2 separate regions of the Mus musculus genome follow, and region 2 is linked to region 1. Evidence: chromatin contacts called from public Hi-C data. All regions are on one chromosome and are shown on one strand. The core of a region is the stretch at or near the end of the contact, and the rest is flanking DNA. Distances in the headings are between cores, read along the strand shown.

Region 1 (3,320 bases), core at 364-2,863:
GGAAAAACCCAGCCCCATCTCTTGCAAACCGCAAGAACATGGACCTCGCCAAGTCAGGGATCAAAATTCTCGTGCCTAAGAGCCCCGTTAAGGGCAGGACCTCGGTTGATGGCTTTCAGGGGGAGAGCCCCGAGAAGCTGGACCCTGTGGATCAGGGTGCCGAGGACACTGTAGCCCCAGAGGTGACTGCAGAGAAGCCCACTGGGGCTTTGCTGGGCCCTGGTGCGGAGCGAGCCAGGATGGGGAGCAGGCCCCGAATACATCCACTAGTGCCTCAGGTTTCTGGCCCCGTGACTGCTGCCATGGCCACAGGCTTAGCTGTTAATGGAAAAGGTGAGTGTCCACAGGAGTGTGAAAGGCTTTGTTCACATGCTGGGCAGTGATGCTAGAGGGATCCTCTAGAAGGGTCCTCAAAGCCTGGGGTGGGGGTGGGGTGGGTCCCAGGCCTTTGGGAGGTCTTGATGTTTTTCTTTCTTCAAAGCCCTTGTTACTCATCACAAATCAGCACTGGCTCTTCCTGCACCCATGGCTGTGCCACACTGCACCGCTCTGTACAGGCTCTCTCCCTAAACAGTCTGGTGGTATTTTTATAGCAGGTTTTATGACGCCATCTACATCTCTTACACACAGCTTGGTTAAGAACCTACCTGCGGTTTCTCACATGGCCAGCATGGATTAAAACACCATACCCTTTATTTTGCTTGCCCATGTGAATCAACAGAAATGCTTCCAGTGAAGGGTGTCTCTAGGAGTTTGGTCTGTTTCTCGATGTCACACCTGTCACATCTGTTGCATCTTGTTTGGGAGTAGAAGCTTGCTCAGCCGGGTGCTGTCTGTCACCATCTTCTTGCTTCTCAGTAGCCATGACCTGCCCATCTCCTAAGATGGCCTTCCAGGGGCCTTTCCCCTTTCCTCTTGCTCATCACACTTTAATGCTTGCCTGTTTTTCATACTTCTCTCATTCAGACCCCACTGGCCATGCTGGTCTTTCACAGTCTTGATCCTGTCTTCTTGCCACTGCTAGTTTTAGATTTTATTCTGTATAAGAGACTTCCAGTGAAACCCAGAGCCACATGCTAACCATACAGGGGCTGTATTGAGTCACACTCCCAGCAGCTAACTCTACAGTAGCTTTCCATAGCTCTCCTGCTACCTGCCTTCTGACATCTCCCATCCTTTTCATTCATATAATGGACAGAGTGGTATCCTCTGACCAAGCTAGTGAGCTCACCTCCTTAAGCAGCAGGAACACTTCTGGGTACCCTTGGGCCCCTGCCCCAACCTGTGCGGGCATCATGACAGCATACCCTGAGCTGTGGTTCTCGTCTGCCCCCTGAGCTTCACTTGGATCTCAGGCTCTACCTCCTGAACCCCTTCCCTTCCTGGCCCTCTTACAGTGTGTCCTCACAGCTCGAACCTCATAGATAGTCTATGGGCTTCTTGGGGAGCCACTTAGCCCCACAGGAAAGAATCACATTAGCATTGTTAGCAATCCTGCCGTGGTATGTGCAACAAGTTTTCCTCTTGGCCTTGACCCGTGTATGCTACCTCAGCTAGCTAGTAACTGAAACCTGATGTCTTGCCAGCATTTCCCAGATATACACTAGACACAAGGTCCTGCTGACATTCCATGGCCATGAGGGTCATAGACATTCAGAGGCAGAGAATACTATTAATCATCTGCTAGTGAGCTCTTGTTTCCCAAGTCCAGAGAAAATGAAAGTTTGTAGAAAGAGCCACAGACACAGAAGGAATCAAAACAAATGTCTCCATTCATTTCCTGTGTTCTCCCCATGGTGCCTCTACTAGTTGAGGGGCATCTGTTTCTGTATTGATGACTTTATGGACATAGACAAGCACTAGTACAGTGGCTGGCAAAGGACAGCCTATAAGGCAGATACCACTCACCACCTGGTTTTGTATGGCATGCAAGCTAAGAGTGAGCTTCACTTTTTCCTAATGACAAGAGGACTGTTCATGTGGAAATAGAATTGTGTGTCTGTGTAAAGTCTGGCTAGAACACAGTTGTGTTCATCTGTGTATGAACTACCCATGTGCTTGTGTCTGCTACAGGGACAGCTGAGTCCTGACAATGCCTGTGTGACTCTTAATTTTACTAGTCCCTGCAACAGGAAGTCACCATTTTTAGGCGTTTATAAACTACCAAGTAGACCGTAAAGGCTTCCAAAGGCCAGCGATCCTCGTTTATCATTCTCAGTAGTTTCTATGTGTTCTGTTCATGGGAGGGAACATATGACATTCAAACCTTGGACTCAGCAAAGGTGAGACTCCAAGTGTACTACTCTAAACCCAGGAGGCCAGCTTTGGTAGATTGCCATGTCAACACATGCTCCCTCATGCCCCAGCGTGAACTGTGCCCCTCTTAAGTTTCCACAGTCTGCAAAACCCACCCTCAGCCAAACCCTCAGATTCTTGTGTAAGAAGAGTACTGGCTCCAGTTTGGGGAATTTGATGGCTTCCCACTTTTACAAAGTTCCTACACTGCTGCAAAGGGTATACGGGCCTAAGAGCTTCAGCTTCTAGTCCTGCTGTGGAGCTCGGATGGTTGTGAAGTATCCCAGCCTGTCTTCTTCACAGTTCATGCTTGCCTTAATGCTTGTTAATCGACCCTGTGCTGGAATACTGATGAGAACAGTCTACACTGAGGGGGTGAATAGAAGCCACTTGAGGATATTTTTAGGATAATAGGAACTGATTCCTTCCAGCCTATGTCGAGTCTAGACTTGCAGATTTATAAGAGTGAGTACCACTGGCGAGTCCTTTCTGAGCAAGTAAGGACTGATACAAAAGCAGCAGAACAAGACTCAGGTAGACCAGTACTCCCTCCTGAGGCAGCGAGAGGTTTTTCTACTACACTATCATGGAAGGCAGTGGGGACAGAGGAGAGACTGTGGTCAGAGCCGTGCCTGCCATGGACTGCTTCTTGAGAAAAGCTTACGGTGGGCTCCTGTAGAACACATGCTCATGAAGGGTAAGGACTTGAAGAGGCCTTTCTGGCCTAGGAGAGGATAGGACAGGCCTTCTACACATTGTCTCTTCTCAGTGAAACACAAGACTGAAGCTCTGTTGGTCCACATGCATAGATTTTTTTTTTAAAGCAGTTGTTTGTTTTTGCTTTCCAGATTCATTTTAGAGCTGTGTAAGAAAACGGGTTTGTTTATCTAAAACTAATTGAAGCAGGTACTGGTAGAATCATTGGGAAATGAAGTATCTTTCTGTTCAAAACATTAATCATATGTTCAAGGGCTGTATTTACCACTGAAAACAGATTAGATTTAGTGTATCACCACCGAATCAGA
Region 2 (3,351 bases), core at 735-3,234, 53 kb after region 1:
ACAGTGTAGCTTCCCACCTTGTGAGCAGAGTGTTTGACTAAAGCCTATGCAGCGAGTGACTGACCGAGTGACTGGCCGCTGTTGAGGTGGCTTGTATTGTGGCTGCTAAAAGCATCTACTTCCTTTGGTGGCGTTTTGGTGTGTGTGAATTTGGGTGGGACAAGTTTGGTTTTCCCTACTTGGGGTATAGAGAGTTTACTGAAGGCATACCAACTGTCAGGAGAAAGCAAGCTGTGTGAGCCTTCCTCAGTGTGTCCCACAGGGGCCAGACACTGGCTTGCTTAGCTGCTCGTGGGTAGTCTACCCTCCCTGCACCCCGCAGCAGACATCCATAGAGTACCTACTGTGCACCATACACCTTGACATTGTCCCATTTCAAGAATCCACACACCTGTGTGCACAGGAGACATTCGGGGCCAGTACAGTAGACGACACTTTGGTAGCCTTTGCTAAGGGGAACAGAAAGGATAACCCAGGCTTAACCAGTGGCCATCGTGGGTGTGGGTGTGTGTGTGTATGTGCGTACAGGAAGGTTTGCCAAGCCAGGGACTGATTTCAAACTCCACATTCACCCACAAGAGCTGTCATCTTGAAACAGTGTGATCTGCCCATCTTCCTCCCTACACTTTTAAAACTTCTCATCTTAAGACCACGGCAGATTGGCAAGGTAGGGCTCTGTCTATTTAGTCTGCCCAAGGAAATGGTTTTTGTTGTTGTTGTTGTTGTTGTTGTTGGTTTTTAATGGGTATTTATTTGTTGGTGGTGGTTGGATTCCTTGGTTCTTCAAGACTTTGTCTTAAATGGACTCACTGCCTGTTTAAGTGGAATACATTAGCAGCCTTGAATCAGCCCTGTCTCTTACACTCTTAGATAAAATTTAAAATTCCTTTCATTGTCCTACACATTCCAACCCTGTGAAATGGGAGGGGAAAACACAAACCATACAAGACTGTCTAATAACAAATGTTTGTGGAGCCAGGCAGACCAGGAGACGGGAGATGAGCTGCCAGGACAAAATGTAGGCCAGAGCAGAGACAGTTGTGATTGGTCCAAACAGGCAACACAAGGAAGAGGTTGACACAGGAAGAAAGCGGTACTGAGAGCTGGGAGCTGCCATCCAGAGGTCAGGAAGTGGGGTGTGTTAGGAGGCTGGAGCAGGAGTCCGAGTTAAGTGCTGGTCTGGGTCTCAAAAGTGGAGAAGAAGGCCAGGTGGTGGTGGCGCACGCCTTTAATCCCAGCACCCGGGAGGCAGAGGCAGGCCTGGTCTACAAAGTGAGTTCCAGGACAGCCAGGGATACACAGAGAAACCCTGTCACGAAAAACAAAACAAAACAAAGTGGGGAAGAAGGAATGATTGGAGGAGACCACAGGAGAGCCCAGGAAGAAATGCTCAGACAGCCTTGCTGGGCCTGCTGGCAGGTTCATTGGTATCTGCTGTCCTGAGGACACACTTAACTGAATGAGTGAGTGGTGGTGACATCACTAAAGAAGTGCAGTCTGGGAAAGAGCATCCCAGGTACTCGGGAACTCTTGAGAGGGGAAGGAGGGCTGGGCTCTCCTCATCCTTTCTCATCTCCCTGGAGTATTCCTGTGGAGAAACGATCTTAACTACCATAATAAGGCCACATCCGGGTTTTATACATGTTATAGATGGTCTTTTCACTGAGAGGCCGTCCATTTAGAGAACAATCCAGGCTTCTGAGCTTGTGCAAGACTAAGCTCAGACTGCCTGCTAGCTACTCTTTAGATGATAAACTCAAAACCTTGCAAACTGTTCTTGTCTGTGTGCGTGTGTGCGCGCGCACACACACACACACAGCCCTGTATACACTGTCTGCCTTGGTAAAGGGCATCTAGTCAGCTGCCACACTTGGTCTCCAACGTGTACTGTTTGCTCTGTGCAAGACTCAGATCCTCGGTGTGATCCGACGGTTGTTTGGTCACTGCGGTGTCTCTCCATGGCTGAGAAGCACATGCTCAGGACCACGGGCTCTCGGCAGGATTTATCTGTGCAAGGCAAGCCACAATCAGGTCACGGGCATGTCAGCTACTCTTACAGTCTGTCTTAGCCTGCCTCCCCTGCCATTTAGTGATAGGACATCTGTACACCTTATGCCAGGGCTTGAGCTTAGCCCTGAATCCAATAGATACCTCTGTCATTTTTTAAAAGCAAAGTTATATTAGTTTTATCCAGTCAATCTTAAGGTAACTGAGACCCTCTTAAAATGGACATCCTTAACAGAACCACACCTAGTTCCTTCTGGATAGTCACTCTCTGACAAATGACAAATGTGTGGCTTCTGAGGTGTGACCCAGTCAGCAGTGACATGCCACTATCTTTACAACATTTGTGGAAAATACATAGTTTTATGTTGGGTTCAGTTCCTTTAGAACACAAATTACCTACTCTTATTAATGGAGTTTCCTTGGGTGGGAAGAAGAAATTCGTATGTAGGGGAAGTTACACCAGCAACCTCAGACTTAACCACAAAACAGTCTCGAATCTGGATTTCAGCCAAGTCCATGCGAACCTGAATCACATCATGACTTTTTGTTTTGTTTTGTTTTAACTGGCCCATGGTGTTACTCTTGGCACCCACCCACTTGGTCATGGTTTGTCCATGGTCTGTGACCACTAGAGGATATGAGGTAGACCCCCTCAGAACTCCATCCTCAGCTTGTGTCTCTGAGGATTGGGGTTCCAAGACATCATCTCCACCCATCCCCTCTGGTGTCTCACAGCATGTCAACTCTTTTTCCTTTTAGGCGAATGAAATGCTGTTCAGTGGGCGGAAGTTGACGGCACAGGAGGCCTGTGGCAAGGGTCTGGTCTCCCAGGTGTTTTGGCCAGGAACCTTCACACAGGAAGTCATGGTTCGAATCAAGGAGCTGGCTTCATGTAACCCAGTTGTACGTTACAGTATCTTGTCTTATTTTGTTTTCTTTTGTTTCTTTAATAATGAATGAAAAGCTTTTCCTCCACAGAGATTAAGTTAGACTGGCAGCGTGTTCCAATGTGTTCCCCTAGTCTTCCTTGTCCTGTGCACGGGTGCCACCACCAGTGCTAACCATTTACTGGCTGCAAAGTCCTTTGGTGCAGTCACGTGCTTAGGTACCCATAGGTGGAGGCCAGGGTTTTCAGTGACTGGGTTCCATGCCATCCCACAGCAGTAGTGGTGTGTCAGGGCTGGTCCAGTGGTGGGTGTGGGTCTGAGTAACAAACCATCTCAAACAAATAGCTTGGGCTGTTTCAAGTTTGAGTAGCACTGTTAAATATCCTGACAGCCCTCTGTATCCACCACGCATCCCTCCATGGAGATCAGAATCCACAAGCACTGAAATCCCTTACAC

What was found. A called contact is a pair of places that touch in the nucleus more often than the background predicts.
Region 2: a Hi-C map of cumulus cells shows a contact between it and region 1, with 1.7 times the contacts expected there. The contact joins two enhancer-like sites. A contact is called at or near these places in 12 of 484 Hi-C or Micro-C datasets (B cells, the HL-1 cell line, the HPC-7 cell line and 9 more) and 2 of 115 datasets of contacts at active chromatin or transcription factors (CD8 T cells and embryonic stem cells).

What each region holds. Positions count from the first base shown.
Region 1 is chr13:35,816,243-35,819,562 of GRCm38.p6, forward strand. It overlaps Cdyl (chromodomain protein, Y chromosome-like), which reads left to right. Exons shown (of 10, transcript NM_009881.3): 5 at 1-333. Among named protein-coding and RNA genes, the nearest start is that of Rpp40, 88 kb to the right of the region's middle. Within about 2 kb of position 1,614, at least 37 of the 459 cell types and tissues checked have an H3K27ac peak or open chromatin away from gene starts, as enhancers often do. A contact at or near this core is called in Sertoli cells and granulosa cells, where this site is marked.
Region 2 is chr13:35,868,812-35,872,162 of GRCm38.p6, forward strand. It overlaps Cdyl (chromodomain protein, Y chromosome-like), which reads left to right. Exons shown (of 10, transcript NM_009881.3): 9 at 2,767-2,910. Among named protein-coding and RNA genes, the nearest start is that of Rpp40, 36 kb to the right of the region's middle. Within about 2 kb of position 1,985, at least 37 of the 459 cell types and tissues checked have an H3K27ac peak or open chromatin away from gene starts, as enhancers often do. A contact at or near this core is called in Sertoli cells and granulosa cells, where this site is marked.